Linked DNA regions of Mus musculus: regions 1, 2 and 3 are each linked to region 4. The links are chromatin contacts, called in public Hi-C and promoter capture Hi-C maps. All regions are on one chromosome and are shown on one strand. Each heading gives the region's core, a stretch centred on a gene start, on an enhancer-like site or on the middle of the called end of the contact. The rest is flanking DNA. Distances are from core to core; before and after follow the strand shown.

Region 1 (3,989 bases), core at 923-3,422, 560 kb after region 4:
CGGCTGAAGATGGGTAGGCGACGGCCAGGGTCCAGGCTGGGGGACTCGGAGCCGCTGAGGCTGCCGGAGCTCAGCGAGCCGCTCAGGTAGCTGTCGCGGTCCGAGAGCGAGTCCGGGGGGCTGGGGGGCGCGTCGAACACGGGCGACTCGGACAGACGGCGCGGCAGCTGGAAGCCGAAGGGCGGGGAGGGCGGCGCGGGGGCCGCGGGGGGCTGTGCCGGGGGTGGCGCGGGACCGGTCAGGCCCTGCTGCTGGTTGCGGTAGTAGGCGGCGGCGGCCGCGGCGGCGAAGTTGTGGGTCTGGATGGCGAGCGGCGTGATGAGGCTGCTCAGCTCCGGGCCGAAAGCGAAGGCGTTGTTAGCGCCGGAGGACGAGCAGGAGGCGCACGGCGCTCCGGGGCTCAGCAGGTCCTCCGCGCCCCCGGGGCCGTAGAGCAGCGCGGCCGCCGCCGCCGTGGCGCAGCACGTCGGGGCGCCCGAGGGCGTGGAGGCCGCCGAGGCGGAAGAGCAGGAAGAAGCCGAGGAGGAACAGGACGAGGCCGAGGAGGAGGGCGGCGGCGGCGTGCGCGATGTGGGGCTGTCGAGCAGCAGCGGCGACTCCAGGCCCCCCGGCGGCTGGTGGTGGCCCGACGGGAAGCCGGAGAAACTGAGGCTGTGATGCAGCTTGGGCCGCGGCTCGCGGGCGAAGCCTAGGTGTAGCGCGTCGCGTGCGCCAAACGCTCGCAGGTCCCCGGAGGCGCCGCCGCCCCCCGACGGCGCGGGCCGCCGCTCGTCCGCGTTGTGGATGAAGTGGCAGCGCGGGCCGTAGGGGCAGAAGCCGATGGTGTGGAAGGTGCGGCACAGCTCTGTCTTGTACTTGGGGTGCCGGGTGAGGCTGCGCAGCTCGTGGAAGCCGTGCGCGAACTGGCACTTCTCGCCGTACTTGCACGTGCCGCTCTCCTCGAAGGGCCGGCACAGCTCCGTCTTGTAGCGCGTGGAGTTGATCTGGGAGCCGCTGCCCCCCTTCTGCTGCTGCTGCAGGTGCAGGAGGTGCTGGCTGCGCTCCCCGTTCTCGCTGAACGAGCGGTCCCGAAATTTGCTCTCCTTGGTGACCAGCGCCGTGCCGCTGCCCCCCGAAGGCTCCTTGAGCTGGCCGTAGGAGGCCAGACCGCCTCCGCCTGCGGGGCCACAGCTGCTGCCGCCGCCGTTAGGGGCGCCCGGGAACTTCGGCGAGCAGCTGCCCGGACTGGGCACAGGGTGGGCAAGCGCGTGGAGGTTGCTGGCGGAGTGGCGTCGCAGGAAGCCCGGAGTGAAGCTCGAGCTGGGGGCAGCAGCCACGGGCGTCCCTACCGCCTTCTTGTCCAGCATGTTGTTCAGATTGAGGTTTGCCAGGGATTTCTCCGTCTGCCAAAGGGAGGGGAGCGGGAGCGGGATGAAAATCGGATGGGGAAGAGAGTCGGGGCTAACTGCAGAGTGAACGCCCTAGTCCCAACTGCCCACTTGTTGGGGTTTCTGGTGGGATCCGATTCAGCCTCCACCGCTACACTCGCAAAACGCAGGCCGGAGAGAGTGGAGGACGCCCACCCCGGCCGCTCCGGGTCTAGCCATGTGATCCTGGGCCCGTGGCCACGGGGTGGGCGGCGCAAACGCTGTCCGGGAAGTCCCGGCAGCGTGGCCGCGGTCGGTTCGGGAGGAGCACGGCTGCTCCAGCCGCTACTCGCTCTCTCCACGCCCACAGTCGCAAGCACACAGTCCTGCTAACTCCAGGACTTCCCTCCACCCGCAAAGTCAACTTGGAAGGGTCCCTCCCGCCTCGGCCCGGCCCGGCGGCAAGTCTCGGAACTCCAAAGGGTTCCAGGCCGTCCGCCATCCTTTCCGGCTGCCTGCTTACCTTGCACAAGAAGTCGATATCGTAGAAGGGTGACAGAAGTGTGGTCGACATTTTTCTGGGTCCTGTAATGGTCGAAATTGCAAGCGTGGAGGTTGGGAGGTGCCCTCGGTACGGCGAGACTCGAACCAAGATGAATAACGGGCGAGGGCCAAGGAGGGACGGAAAGTTGTGCTTGTGCGGCCGAGGAAGCGGCGGCGGGAGGCCGTGGCGCGGAGTGGGGGGCAGAGGAGAAGCGAGAGCGCAGCTCGGCGCCCCGGCCCGCCCCCCGCCCGAGCCGTCGGCAGCTCGCGGACTGGTGGAACTCGGAGACCTGAGAGCGTGCGCCCTTTATACAGCCCCGGAGCGGCGCGGCGGCGGGGCAAAGCGCACCGGGGGAGGGGACTGAACGCTGACCGGCCGGGGTCTCCAGGCAACGCCGCCCGCCAGCCCGCGGACGTCAGGCTCCTTCTCGGCTTCTCATTGGTCGCCGCCAATTTTTCCCCTTCGGGGGAGGGGAGGAGAGGGGAGGGGAGGGGCGGGCAGCCTGGGCGTCCCGAGCGGCGTGGGGCGTGCGGCCCCCTTGGGTCCTGCTGGGTGGCGGCGGCGGGAATACCTCGCTCTCCTCCGCCTCTACGAGTATAACGTTGGAAAGCACGTACACGTTCTATCTGCCCAGGACGGGGCTACCCGGGACGTGCCTTTCCTCGCCCGATCCGGCTGGGCCGACTGGCGCAGCTTTTATCTCCCATCCTAGTTTTTGCTCCGCGCGCGGGAACAGCAAAACAGCAATGGTGCGCTTGGCCAAGTTGCTTGGGACTAGGAACGGGGGTCGCGGCCTGTCCCGTAGGTGGCAGCTCCGGCCCGGCTGCACGTGGAGACGCAGTAGGGGTGGGGGCGGGAGCGGCCAGCCTGGAGGAGCATTGGCGCGTTTCTCCGCCCCTCTCCCCGCCCAGGCTCAGTAAACAGGACTTGAGCGCTGCGGCCTGTGGGGCAGAGCCGAGTGTCTGAGGACAAGGCGCTGGCTTTGCTAATCACATCACAAGACCTTGAGCCTGGGCCAAAGGCGCCGAGTGGCGCGGGGTGTCCGGGGCGGGAAAGCCTATTCCAGGGGACTAGAGGGAAGTCGGAGGAGCAGTGTGGACATAGAGGAAGTCACTTCCTTCACCTTTGTGCCTGCTGGTTGGCCTGGCCTCCTCTCGGGGATGTGGGTGCAGCTCCTAGCCAAGGCTTCCCGCCTGTACAGCCTTGGCCTGTCGAATCCTGCAACCTTCCTCCTTCTGCTGTGGGAGGCGCGGCATTGAATCTAAGCTTTGTGTGAGCTGCCGGAGGCGAGGCGGTGATTGCTGAACCACCACCCAGGTTGGGGGAAAGAGGTCCTCATTCGGTTGCCTTTAGTGCAACTCCTACCAGCTTTCCATGGAAAAAGCAGTCCCAGAAGGCCCCTGGCTCTTTTTGAGAGGGGTCTCACACACACACACCTCCACACACCTAGCGACCCCCACCCCCACCCCGTGAGGCCCATCTGGTCAGGTCCAGAACCCTTTATCCCTACACTTCATACTGGCTGCCAAAAGCTGGAGTTGGGCCCATGAATTCACCCAGCTGGCAGTCCGGGTTGCCCTGGGTGGAAGGCCCAGTAGTTGCCAGAGAAGGCTGCTTGACCAACTACATCCTTCCCATGTTGCTCTTCCTGTCTGGTTGACCCAGTCCAGTGTGCACTTGGGCTGTATCAGTTAACCTTGAAGCTAAGGAGGTAGATCTGTCACTCAAAGGCTCCTGAGTCCAGGTGCATTTGGCCACACTGCAGTGCATGCTGCCCCTGTAGGTAGAGCCAATGGCTGCCAGAAGACTGTAGTGTCTTGGACGTAGTGCTGAGTGGGTTGGGTACGGTGGTTCATGCCTATAGTCCTAGCACTAATCACAAACTGTGGTGAGTTTTAGGCTAGCCTTGCACAGCTTAGTGTGAGAGTGAGACCATACCCCTATAAAGGAACAAAGCCCTCACCATCTTATATATTAAAGCAAACTGGCTTTTGGCTGTGGTCTGAGCAAGGGGCCACCCAGATCTTAGGACCCTCAAGTGTAGTGACTTAGGGAAGATGGCTGCTTCACTCTTCCCACCCACGTTGCTCTTGCCCCTA
Region 2 (3,992 bases), core at 562-3,061, 790 kb after region 4:
TCAGAGGACAGACTGTGGGAGTCCACTCTCTCCTTCCACTACATGGGTCCCAGGGATTAACCCTGGCAGAAAGCACTGAACCCAAAACTTCTCAATTTCGTTTTTAAAATGAAAAGGTCATCTGAAAATATAAGCATTTCATTAGAAACTGAGTTTCTAAGGGTCAAAAAGTGTTATTTTCCAGTTTTTTTAAAAAAACAAACAAACAAACAAACTTTAACATAAAAAATAAATTCTCCCCGGGTGGTGGTGGCACACACCTTTAATCCCAGCACTTGGGAGGCAGAGGCAGGTGGATTTCTGAGTTCAGGCCCAGCCTGGTCTACAAAGTGAGTTTCAGGACAGATAGGGCTATACAGAGAAACCCTATCTCGAGGAAAAAAACAAAAATTCTCCCCGGATATTTTATTATTATATTTAATTGAGCCAGGGTCTCATTTACAGTTCAGGCTGGCTTGAAACTCACTACATAGCTGAAGCTGGCCTTGACTCTCTGATGATCCTCCTGCCTCAGCCTCCAAGTACTAGGATTACAGGCACAAGCCAGCATACACAGCTCTCAGGGACCCTGAAGGAAACCAAAGCTAAAGTGAAATAAAAAGAAGATACTGATTTCTAATCTTAAAATTAAACATGACACTGCCCTTTAAATTTAACATATTCTACTTCTGACTTTTTATAAAACCCTAAAGCAAATTAGCAATGTTTTACAGATTTACAGGTCACAAGTCCACAGGGGAGAACAGCTACTTGCTATGTCTCCAGGCATCTATAGCTTACCATCAGATAAACTAGCAGTCTATAAATGTCTAATTTTGGTTTGACAGTATACTATAAAATAGTAAGCCTTAATTTAAATTCCGAGTTTAAAACAGAACCATTTCTTATAATGTTGGGACTGTCTCCAGCTGGAAGACTCTAATTCCATTTTGTTTACATGAGACGCTCCACAGGACTTAAAGCCTAATAAAATGACTATGTTTAAAAGCAATCCTGCTCCATTATAATCATTTCTTACTAACAATGAGAATTTCTTCAAAATCTAAGCTTTGTTCCTCTATATCATTATAAAGGCTTTCTGGTGTGCAGACACCGTCTTACCAGAAGGTCTATTTTCCTTGTTCTAGCAAATGCTCAGCACAGACCGTCTGACTGTTACCCTTCAGGCCTGGGTTCTCCAAGTGAGGCACTGCTTCGCTGCATAACTCAGCTCTGGGTGATCAGAAAACCACATCTGAGTCTTCTCTGTGTTCCCACAACACCCATGCAGTAAAACAGTCAGTAAACAGGCGACTAAATGATGTGGTCTCTCCTGAAGTTTAAAAGTTAACACTTCTACTCATCAGAGCTCAATATACTCATAATTTCTAAAATCTAATATAAACAAAATAAAACAGGCAATTCCTTTGTGACTTATGAATACTAATGAGTGAATTCCGTTTGTAATCAATCACAAAAAAATTAAATAATGACACAACAGAGGAAATGCACCCAGCCAATCAAGGACCCCGATCACCCACGCATCACCAGAATCTGAAGCAGAAGGTTCTACCAGCTGGCAATACTTCCTCACAGGGTTTCTGTGGGAACAACTACTACAGAGTGTGACGCAAGCAAGTGTGAAGAAAACGTACCCAAAAGCCTGTTTTTAGAAACACTAGGTGGAATCTACAGAGAAATTGATATTCAACACAGAAGTTATTTTAAAACCTCAGTAGGCATTTAAAGATCAGTATCAGCATCACACTGGAAAGAGGGCCAACAAAATATCCAGCAGGTCTGTCAGCAGAGCAGCAAGCTCGAAACCTAGACACACACCAGTGAGTCAGGAAACACTGAGATAAGCTTGTGTGCACTGCTCACTCTTGAAGGGTCTCAGCTTACAGCCCTCAAAGCAGCTTTATCTCTGCCACCAGCGCAGGACACTATAAAAGAACCTTTCATTGTGTGATTACAGAGCAGGACAGTCAGACCTGCCACCAGGGGAACAATTTCCTCTTGAAGAAGCTGGGAGAGCACACTGCCTCACAAGAAATGCTCTATAGGAAGGATCAGGTAGTCAAAACTCCAGTAGAAAGTTATCTTTCATGCCTTGAGAGAGCTGGTGTGGGGAAGGGGAAGGGGAAATCACCTTAAAGAAAACCTAAGTGAGTCACTCAGAACAAAGGGAGCACTGTGCCACGCGAACCCATGAGGGGAAGGACAGAGGCAGAAATTAGCTTTGGGATCTTTGTCAGCCCAGGTAATGAATCCATTTCCTCATACTGAAGGGAGCTGGGGAGTATCACAGCAAAGCGCCTTCAATGAACCAAGCATTAAAAACTCAGAATTGAAAATAAGCACCAGCTCTCCTCTCCATATAGCAACAAAGTCCCCAACTTGTCCTCCTGCCTCCTGTCAGCCGTGGTTATAATCATCCTCCTGTGTGCGCTCCTTGAGTAGTCAGCCTTAACCAAGGTCAGAAAGCAGGGTGATCTGAGAACAAAAGCAGGACCCCCAGAACGTAAGAGGGAGGTGAGAAGGAGACTCAGGCTGACTGCTGCTGTTTTAGCTTTACAGAGAGAAGTCGGCTAGGTTCACACTCACCTATCTAAGTGGTGACCTCTCAGGTTGGTGGGTTTTGTCAGCATGTACAGCAAAGGTAGCTTTGCTAAGTGACTATGTTCTTGGCACCAAGAATGTGCAGATTTACCTTAGGTACAGCCAGTCACCCTGATACAAACTAATTCTTGAAAGTATTAAATATATGCAATCACTTTTTATTTATAAAAGCAGAATTTAGAACCTGCTGTGGTTCGAGTACTTGGAAGGCCAGCCTGGGCTCAATAACAAGGCAGTGTCTCAAAAGTCAATATGACGAAGAGCTAGACGAGCTGTCAAGAGCACTTGCTGCTCTGGTAAGAGGACCCAGGGGTCAGTCCCCAGGATCTACATGGTGGCTCCCAACCATCTGGAATTCCAGTTCCAGGGGATTTGGTGCCCTCTTCTGGCCTCCACAGACACAGCGCACACTTCTGATGCATAGTTCTATGCAAGCAAACACCCAGAAAATAATCAAATCTGAAATATTTAAATAAAAAAAACATTTTTTAAAGAAGCAATTTTATGTTCAGAAAAACAGAAATCCTATAGTAATGTAAATGGCATTACTTTCTGGATGGCAGCATTTCATGGATTAAATGTTCCTAAGCTAAGACAGTGGTTTAAAAGCCAACAAAACTGAGAATAAAGGTTTTCACAGAGACCAGTTTGAGTCAGCACGCAGCAATTACTTACACCCCACCCTTCCCCAAGCCTGTGATGTCTTCTCTCCGCTTCCTATGAGGCTATCATGTAAAAGCCCGTCACATGTGGAAGACCAGGCAGCTCGTCCGACAGTGGTGCTTCTCTTAGTGGGCAGGAGTCTCTTCACTGACGCGCAGTCACGGGAGAATTCTTCAGATTCTAAGTTTGTGTAGTTGCTATTTTTAGTTTCTTCTAAATTTTTTTCTTTATATTAGTTCTCAATTTTAACATAGCTGTTCCACATAATTTCATTATAATATATAAACTTTGGGTGTGGTGGGGAGGGAGTCAAGGCATAATAATTTTCATAGAGAACTTCCAAGCCTTTCTCATTTATAATCAAAAGCAAAATGCATTCCTTTAATTTGTCCTTGAAAAGAGAAGTTGACAAGTCAAAGGATGTTAGCCTGTGTTTACTTCGTAAGGAGATGGGGCATTCACACTAGTGAAATAGCTAATCTGGATTCCTCGGCCAGAAGCAGGCAATGGCACTTTAGCCAGCTGGAATAACGGCTCCCAGGAAGGCTGGGACAGCAAGGCCTGCTTGATCTGAGGAGACTGAGGAGACGCTGCCCCCAATGTGCTGCTTGCCTTTGCCCTGTGCTGTTTTTCCAAGGCCTTGCAACATCACTGGCCCAGCTGTTAGCCAGATGTAAGACATGAGCCAGAGTGTGAGAATAAAAATATTAGCATTATTTCCATGGTGC
Region 3 (4,135 bases), core at 1,402-3,901, 580 kb before region 4:
AGGCGGCAGATTTCTGAGTTGGAGGCCAGCCTGGTCTACAGAGTGAGTTCCAGGACAGCCATGGCTATACAGAGAAACCCTGTCTCAAAAAACCAAAAAAAAAAAAAAAAAAAAAAAAAAGAGGCCCCAAAACGTCTCTGCTGGCCATTGCTGGATGACTGGATGAATGGACGCGTGGACGGATCATAGATACACCCAGTCACATGGATCAAGTCATTTGAAAAGCCATTGTAGATTTCCCCCACCTACCACAACCAGCCTGCATCTTCAAGCTCGTGCTGGCTGTGTTCCCATTGTTTCAAATCATTTCCATAGCTTATATCAGAGTATGACATCCAACGCTCAGATGGAAAGTCAAAACTCCGTCATCTTGAAGTCCTTGGGTATCCAGATGTCTGGCATCAATAGATAAAAGCATCCACTCATTGAATAAATATTTACTGAGTATCTGCACACTCACAGTGCTGGGCTCTGTGCGAGGCCCTGGAGAATCCAGACTGAAGACTGATTAGCCAGTCAGTTCCACAAAACCAAGTCACTTTGAAAGAGATAGCAGAACGCATCTGTACAGAAAACTTGTACCTGGCAAGTTTTAGACACCTTCATGTGACACTCCTTTTCTGGTCATGGCAACTGTGTAAGCCAATCCTGATATAAGAGAAGAAACACAAACTCAGAGAGGTCAGGCAGCTTACCCAAAGTCACCCAGCACCAAGGGTTCAGGCAAGCACTGTGACGTGTCCTCTGCCCAGCCCCATTCGGAGGTCGGATGCTATGGAAGGCAGAGAGCGGGGGCGGGGAGGACTGGACTGGCACTGCCACACTCTGGCTGCTCCCCCGGTGAGCCTCAGCTTCATTAGCCACCTAACAGAAGCCCAGTGCCTCATGGGGTGCTCCTCGATTTGAAGCCCACATACATTAGCTGCCTGTCAAACGCTAACTACATTAGTGAAGAGGCTATCGTGCCTCTCTACCTCCCTCCCTCGGTCCTCTGTGGTCCTCAGCACCAGGATCCACTAACTCTCCTGAACAGTCAACTGGACTCCCTGGAGCCCTGTCTCACAGGGCCCTGTCTAGAGTCTCACCTCAGCCTGGCCAGAGGCCTGCGACCAACCCTGGAATGAGACAGTTTGGCTCTGGACATAAAACCTTCTCATCTCAGAAACACTAAGAAAGAGTTAGGGGAAGCAGTAGAGAACTTTCCAGAATGTATCAACTCCAACCACAGACTGGGAGGAGAGTAGAGTCATGGCTGGCTTCCTTATCCTCCTTCAGCCTGGACTCCAACCTACGGAGGTGCCAACCTGACGTCCCCCTGCTCCCAACAAACAAGGGGGGATCTTAGCCTCATTGCAACTCAACACTCACAGAACACGTTTCTCATATTTCCTCCCAGCCAATGCCCTTTAAAGCCATTGTCCTGTACAACTCCTAAGCCAGCCTGAGATCTCCTAGCATGGTCAGGGACCCATCTTGCTGGGATGTTTTGAATCTGAATCTCTAGGAAGCACCTCTTTTTTATGGCCATTAAAAATAAGGAACCAAGTCTCCAAGTCTACCAGTCTCATTTGACGTCTCTGAAAAGTTCAAGCGAGTAGACAAGATTAGCTGCTTAGGCTAACAATGTAGCCCAGTTGGTAAGCTGTTTGCCTAGCATGCACGAAGCTTTGGCCTTGATACCCCAGCATACTGTGCATGATGATGCACATTGAGTCTGAAGCCAGCCTGGGATGCAAGAGACCTTTTATCCAAAAAAACAGGTAATATTCTAGCTCTTATTCTACTTTAAGTAAGCCTTGATTTGCATTGTCCATTAATGGTCCCTCCTTAAAGGACTATCCTAAAGAACAGATCTCCTATCAACTGGCCAAATCTAGCTCATCACTTATGAGGAGAAAAAATATAATTTTACAATATAAGTGACCAACAAGATCAAGAGAAGAACACCTTGTGACCCATAAGCAGAATATGAAATTCCAATGCCCACAGATAAAGTTTATCAGAAAGCAGCCACACGCATTTACATGTTGCCTCTAACAGGCTGTATCCTGGTGCTTACAGCCTTCTAGTCCGAAGAGGCTGAAATATTTACTCTCTAGCTTCTTCACAAAAATGCCTGCTAACTTCTGGCGAAGAGAAAACCATGGAATGCCTTGCTAGTGTCTGCAACAGCCTAAACAACCTAAAACACTCCAGCCACCAGCACTTAGGTACTGTGAGGCCACAGTACCTATGATACTCTTGGTTTGCTTTTAGAAATACATCCCCAAGTGTTTACAAGTTATTATTTTTTTTCTTAAAATGTTTTTGTAGTGATGTAGATCGAACCTAGATAGACCTTACCCATGCGAAACGAGCCTCCTAGCCCTGAGCTACAACCCAAGCTTCTACTAAAGTATTTTAAAAGTTATTGCATAATATACATTCCAACCCCCAAGAGCCCTAGAACATATGAGGATATCTAGTTCTCAAACAGCACTACTAACACAGAATGCATTGTCCCAGCCTCACTGGAAAGTAATGGAAGAGGGCCATCCCCCCGTATGTCCTCTGCTCTTATCTTTATCAAAATACACAGCCCAAGGACCCGGAACGGAAGCGAGAATGAACAGAGGCCTCTTGGTTTCCTTGCGTCACAGAACCGAAGGGAGAAGGTCTCAGAAGTCACTGGACCTGGCTCTCCCTGCTCTCTCCTGAGTACCTAGGCCCAGAGGAAGCCAAGATCTCCCCGGCCCCATCCGTGTGCCCCTTCTCTGTGCACAGCTCCCCGTCATTCGCCCTGACACTCTGCTCCATCTCTTTGATTTTAAATCCTTGACCAAAATAGCATGTCCTGGCTGTCATGTGATGTGACCTTAAAAAAAAAAAAAAAAAAAAAACACCCACAGTGGAAGTGAAGGCCCTAGCTGATTAGATGCTAAGAATCTGGAAATTAATCAAGGCATTGTTGATACAAAGTACATCTATCCTGCCCAACCTTGGCATTCATTACCCAGTCAAGGTTGCTTTCTGATTTCCCTAATCAAGGACTGGCTGTTTAGCCAACTCCTCTGGTCTGGGCACCAGCCTCCCTGGACCGCCTGAGATGCTTCAGAACAGGTGAGAGAAAGCCTCAGCCTGGAGCCCTGGGAGCCTGCCCTTCACTCAGCAGGACACAGGGGCCTTTCACTTTCTCCTGCAAGTCATGACACCAGCCAAAATTACCTTTAAATGAGGAAGAAAGTCATTATTTCATCAATAGGATTGCGTCAATTGAGGAAAATTTGTCTCCAGTGTAAACAAGCGGAACGTCTTTGCGCTCTATAAAAACAAGGTTAAATTACTTGCAGATCCGGGCGCCGGAGAGAGACGTAGGAAGTGAACCTGAAGCCTGACACATTCAAGGTCTGGGAACCGAAAATAATAGGAATTGTTCTGGGTTTTCCAGCAGAATGGAGCATGGAGATGGACACGCCTCTTTGCAGATTCAAGGATGCCTGTGCTTCCCACCACCACCACCCACCCCACCACCACCACCACCCACCCCTGCCCACCCCCGCCCAGTGCTCATGGTAGGAAGGAGCAGAAGAAGATCAGGAGCAAGAGGAAGAAGAGGAAGAGGAAGAAGGTGACTAGCAACACCGTCAAGAGAGGCAGCAGCACACCAAGGTAAATGCAGCCCGAGCCATCTAATCCCTCTCCAACTGGTCACTGCCAAGAACAGGGGACAGCCAGAGCTAGGGACACTGGCTATGCAGTAAAATGAGGAATGTCCAGATCTCAGTAGCCCAGACCTGCACGGCCTCTTTCTTGGCTCCATCATTCCATCTGATAACTCACACTGAGAACAAATTGTCTCCGTGGCAGCTCCATGTATTTCGAGGAGAGGTCATCGGAGCTCCAGCATGGCAAGCAGGTCCATGTGCCTGTCTCCTTGAGCACCTTATGCTGGTGGGTGTCATCCCTGAGCTGCAGGCTGCAGAATCCTAAAGTGTGCAAGCCAGACCTCCCTTCTGCCTGTCCCCACAGCTACAGGGAGAAGAGCACAGAGCACCCCTGGGGCTCTTGACTGAGTCGTCTCTGCCCATGTCTATCCCCAGGCCTCAGCCCCACCCTTGTTGACATCTTTGGCCTTTGAGATGAGCTTGCCACGGCA
Region 4 (3,801 bases), core at 636-3,135:
TCAAACAAAGGGTGAAAGAGAATATACAGTTTGGGTTTTATGCCCAAAATGGCTGTCTGCTCGGAAAGTCCAACTTTAGTCTGCTTATTCCTCCCACCAAATATGCAAAATAAACTCACTTGTTCTAAAAACAGGAGAGTGCTATCACCATTAAGAGATAAGCATGAGCTCAGGAAAGATTAAAGTGTTTTCTTTTCATCCTAGTAAAGTGGGGGGAGGCGGGAAGACACTTCAATGACCGAATCCTGTTTCTGGGTTTGGGGAAGTTTCGCTTTTTCTTCTCTCCCAAGGTAATAGCTGTTTTTGTTTTCTTCTCCACACTGAAGACCCTCTGAATGAAACTCCAAATCCTTAATGCCACACAGAGGAGAGGAATTTGCTAGGTCCACACTTGCTCGGAAAGGAGAGAGGAAAAAGGGCACAGGCACCCATTATTCAGAGTCTATCACTAAATTAGCCTCCTTTATAATACGGATTCCATCCCAGCACACATTACGCCGGGAGCAGGGTGTGCAGAATGTGTGGGCACTGAAGCAGACCACATTTCACCGAAATGAGACTTCATCTTTTCAAACACCACCAGTACTGGCACATATTTCAAAGAGCTCTTAGCTCAAACTGAATCATCGTGCAAATTATTGCGTGTTAGCAATAAAAGTTTGGAAAATCTAATTAGCAGGTTGCTATTTGGTCAGAACTAAAACACAAAGCCTGGAGGTTTTACTCTAAAAGGTGAGACCCAAGCACAACCACAGGCTGCGCCTGTGAAAAGGGGGCGGGGTTGGGGACCCATAGATTCCTCACACCCCTCGGCTGGAGCGCCAGGGACCTCCTGGGGCAGGAAAAAAGCCTAGCTGAGCTGCCAGGCAGACAGGACGGAGACCGGACGGACGGACGGCACGGATAGACGGGACTGGACGGACTGGACGGGCAAAAAAAGCAGTGCGTCCTACCCGGAGGGTTCCCTCCCAGGGCTGGCGGAGTACCTGCTCCGGTCATCCAGACTGCGGTTGTCAGCAACCGCCGCACGCCAGTCGGGCAGCGTGCTGGCGCACAGCACCACCATGGACACGATCACGAACACCACGGACACGCTGGCCAGGATCTGCGCGGCCAGCGACGACGTGGGCTCCTCGAAGGTCCGCCGCATGCGCTCCAGCCAGCGCCGGGAGGGGGCCGCCTCGGGTCCGGCGGGACGAGGCTGCTCGCGGCCCAGCTCGTCTGCCGCGTGAAAGGTGTGGGTGTCGGACATGCGGTCGTCTAGGCGGCGCTGGCAGCAGTACTCCAGGTGCGCACCCTCCAGGCCCCAGTAGATCATCTCGTTGTAGAAGGAGAGCTCGCACATCCGCGGCGCGAAGCGCAGCTTCCCGTGGCCGCGCACGTACAGCAGGATGAAGCCGAAGGCCTCCGAGTGTCGGTCGAAGAAGTACTCGTTGCGCTCCCGGTCGTAGTCGTCGCACACTTCGAGCACGTCGCGCTCCGAGCGGCAGCCGTGCAGCCGGCTCACGCGGCGCAGCGGGAAGTCCTTGAGCAGCTCCCGGGACAGCGAGTACCGGGCGCCGCCCACGTTCAGCACCACCGAGGCCGCCCCGCCGCGCCCGAAGGTCATGGCTGGCCGCCCCGGGGGCCTGCCCGCCGCGCGCACGGGGAGGCCGCGCCGTCGGGGCCCGAGCTCCCCCGGGGCTCGCGCCCCGCACCGCCCGCGTCCCCCGCGGTGTCAGTGCCGCCGCCCCTCGCTCCCGGGTTCGCCCTCCCGAATCCGGGTGGCTGGCCGCAGCTCCAGGTGGCGCCGGTCTCCCAGAGGGCGAACGTTAGCCGAGGCACCGTGGGCAGGTCTGCCCGGTCCCCGGCGCACGCAGCCCCGCCGCCGTCCAGAGGCGAAAGGCAAAGTGAGCCGGCTCCGGCGGCGAGGAGCGGGCTCCGGGAGGCGGGGGCGGGGCCTCCCTCGCCGTCCTCCTCCTCGCCCGCCGGCTCCGCGCGCTCCGCTCCCTCCGCGCGCACCTCCTTGCCCGCCCGCGCCCGCACCTCCCGGCTCGCTCCGGCTGGGATTCCCCGGCGCCCCGCCCCGGACCTCGGGCTCCCCGCCTCGTGACGCCGTGCGCCCCCGCCCGCAGTGGCCGGGAGGGGTGCGCAGGGCGTGATGCGAGCTGCGGGGAGCCCCGGGGCCATCCGGATGATGGACACACCTCCCCCAGGCTCCTTTAAAGAGTCCCCCGAAGGGAGGAGACAGGAGGGAAGGAGGGGTGCTGAGGTGAGGACCAAGGTGCGAGGTTTGAAGTAGGGAGCAGACGGCGTCTGGATGAGCCTTTGCCAGAGACTGTTGGAAACCCTGGTCGGCTTCTAAGGCCGCCCCAAAGGATTTCTCAAAGCAGGCAACCCAGTCGCGGCTTTGCCTGCAGACTTTGCGCTTCCTCTCCGCGCGTGGGGCACCCCACGTGCCGTGCGCTCCGAAGGCGGCCGCGCACCAAGCTCTCCCCACCCCCTGCTCCCTGAGGGATGCCATGGGCCAACGGACTCGCCCTAGTCCCCCATCTTTCCCAGCCTTGGGGTCCTAAGAAGGCGCCTACACCGCTCTCACGATGCCTCCGGTGGAGTCGGGTAGCAGTCTGGAGAGAATTTTCTTTCACTGGCAAGACCAGAATGTCTTATTGCCTCGATCTTGCATTCTCCTTTTCATGCTATCTCGATGTCCACTCCTTCCCTCCCCGTAGCACCCCCGTGCGACTGCGGCACCGGCCTTCAAATGCAGAGGCAGGGTTAAGGCTTGGTGGAGTGGGGTTCGACTTGGCAGGCATTATTTTAAACAGCAGTTTACACATCCGACACCGGCAACCCAGCCCGTCAAAGGCAAGAAACAGGTGAGTTATATATAAGGGAGACGGCGTTAGATGCAAAACAAACCCTGGAAATAAAAATGAATAGGGAGGGTGGAGGGGTGAGATGGGCTCCTGTGACCATGGAGTACCTGGGGAAGGGTTTTGCTTTCCCCCTCCACTTTCCTAATTTTGTAGGACTGCCCCGTGCCCGCTAGAGGTCACCATAAGGAGTCATTTGCTCTGCTTCTCGGATAGATGTTAGTGAAAACAGCCGCCTGCAAATTTGAGTTCTCTTTCTGACAAAGTCACCCTGGGTGGTTCTTAGAGAATGAAAATCTCCATAAGCTGTTTATCCCTAGACTTGGATCATTTTTTTTTAAGCACTTAATGTGATTAAAAGCTCAAAAACAAGAGTTATTTATCTGCTAAGTAGCTACTAAGCAAGGAAAACATCCTGAAGGAAGTGAATTCAATACGGAATGGAAGGAGGTGCTGGCAGAAGGAGCCAGGGACTCCGGGGGAGCAAATGCCAGATGTGAAAGATTAGCGACTGTAAAGAAAGCTAATGCATTTGTCTGGCTGGAACAACGGGAGTTCTAAGACCTGTGTCCATGCCGGGCTATCTGCAATGGGATCCCTGAAGCTTTAATAACAGAAGTGGCTAGATGAAAGCCTTAGTTTAGGAAGACGCTCTGCCCCGTGGGTTATTCTAAGGAAAAGGCTCTTTCAGCAAGCCAGGAATAGAAGCCCTAACCTCGTGTCAGTAAAAATGAAAGCCAGTTATGAGAAACCCAGCCCAGTATCTAGCAGGTCTTAGTAATGGATAGGACACAGTGACCAGAGGAATAAATAAATAAATAAATAAATAAATAAATAAAAGCAGGTGAGAACCAGCTACCAGCCTGGCTTCACACCAGCAAGAGCCAATTCACCAGCAAGTTGTTAAAAATATTCTAAAAGCAACAAGCAACAGAACAGCCATTGT

The links. Promoter capture Hi-C pulls out the DNA fragments that hold promoters and counts their contacts. A called contact is a pair of places that touch in the nucleus more often than the background predicts.
Region 1: a contact with region 4 is called in a promoter capture Hi-C map of embryonic stem cells. The contact joins the promoter of Zfp36l2 here to the promoter of Kcng3 in region 4. A contact is called at or near these places in 2 of 39 promoter capture datasets (the HPC-7 cell line, HPC-7-derived erythroid cells and embryonic stem cells), 2 of 484 Hi-C or Micro-C datasets (embryonic stem cells and palatal mesenchyme) and 2 of 115 datasets of contacts at active chromatin or transcription factors (embryonic forebrain and memory CD8 T cells).
Region 2: a Hi-C map of cortical neurons shows a contact between it and region 4, with 2.8 times the contacts expected there. The contact joins the enhancer-like site here to the promoter of Kcng3 in region 4. A contact is called at or near these places in 10 of 39 promoter capture datasets (the 3T3-L1 cell line, the HPC-7 cell line, HPC-7-derived erythroid cells and 6 more), 1 of 484 Hi-C or Micro-C datasets (cortical neurons), 1 of 115 datasets of contacts at active chromatin or transcription factors (double positive thymocytes) and 1 of 9 other capture datasets (adipose tissue).
Region 3: a promoter capture Hi-C map of pre-B cells shows a contact between it and region 4, with 5 times the contacts expected there. The contact joins the enhancer-like site here to the promoter of Kcng3 in region 4. A contact is called at or near these places in 17 of 39 promoter capture datasets (the 3T3-L1 cell line, 3T3-L1-derived adipocytes, the C10 cell line and 10 more), 1 of 15 datasets of contacts at CTCF or cohesin (large pre-B cells), 10 of 484 Hi-C or Micro-C datasets (ECoMG myeloid progenitors, the HPC-7 cell line, brown adipocytes and 5 more), 6 of 115 datasets of contacts at active chromatin or transcription factors (embryonic forebrain, embryonic stem cells, forebrain and 2 more) and 1 of 9 other capture datasets (embryonic stem cells).

Annotation. Positions count from the first base shown.
Region 1 is chr17:84,185,775-84,189,763 of GRCm38.p6, forward strand. It overlaps Zfp36l2 (zinc finger protein 36, C3H type-like 2), which reads right to left and starts at 2,173. Exons shown (of 2, transcript NM_001001806.2): 1 at 1,870-2,173; 2 at 1-1,382. The coding sequence starts at 1,920. It also overlaps a transcript of Gm36279 not described here.
Region 2 is chr17:84,418,295-84,422,286 of GRCm38.p6, forward strand. All of the region lies in intron 21 of Thada (thyroid adenoma associated), which reads right to left. Among named protein-coding and RNA genes, the nearest start is that of Gm24722, 29 kb to the left of the region's middle. RefSeq lists an enhancer at 3,426-3,992. Within about 2 kb of position 1,812, at least 130 of the 459 cell types and tissues checked have an H3K27ac peak or open chromatin away from gene starts, as enhancers often do. A contact at or near this core is called in the HPC-7 cell line, cortical neurons, double positive thymocytes and 1 more, where this site is marked.
Region 3 is chr17:83,047,685-83,051,819 of GRCm38.p6, forward strand. All of the region lies in intron 2 of Gm19689 (predicted gene, 19689), which reads right to left. Among named protein-coding and RNA genes, the nearest start is that of Gm19689, 28 kb to the right of the region's middle. Within about 2 kb of position 2,652, at least 15 of the 459 cell types and tissues checked have an H3K27ac peak or open chromatin away from gene starts, as enhancers often do.
Region 4 is chr17:83,630,010-83,633,810 of GRCm38.p6, forward strand. Kcng3 (potassium voltage-gated channel, subfamily G, member 3) reads right to left here and starts at 1,886. Exons shown (of 2, transcript NM_153512.1): 1 at 954-1,886. The coding sequence starts at 1,609.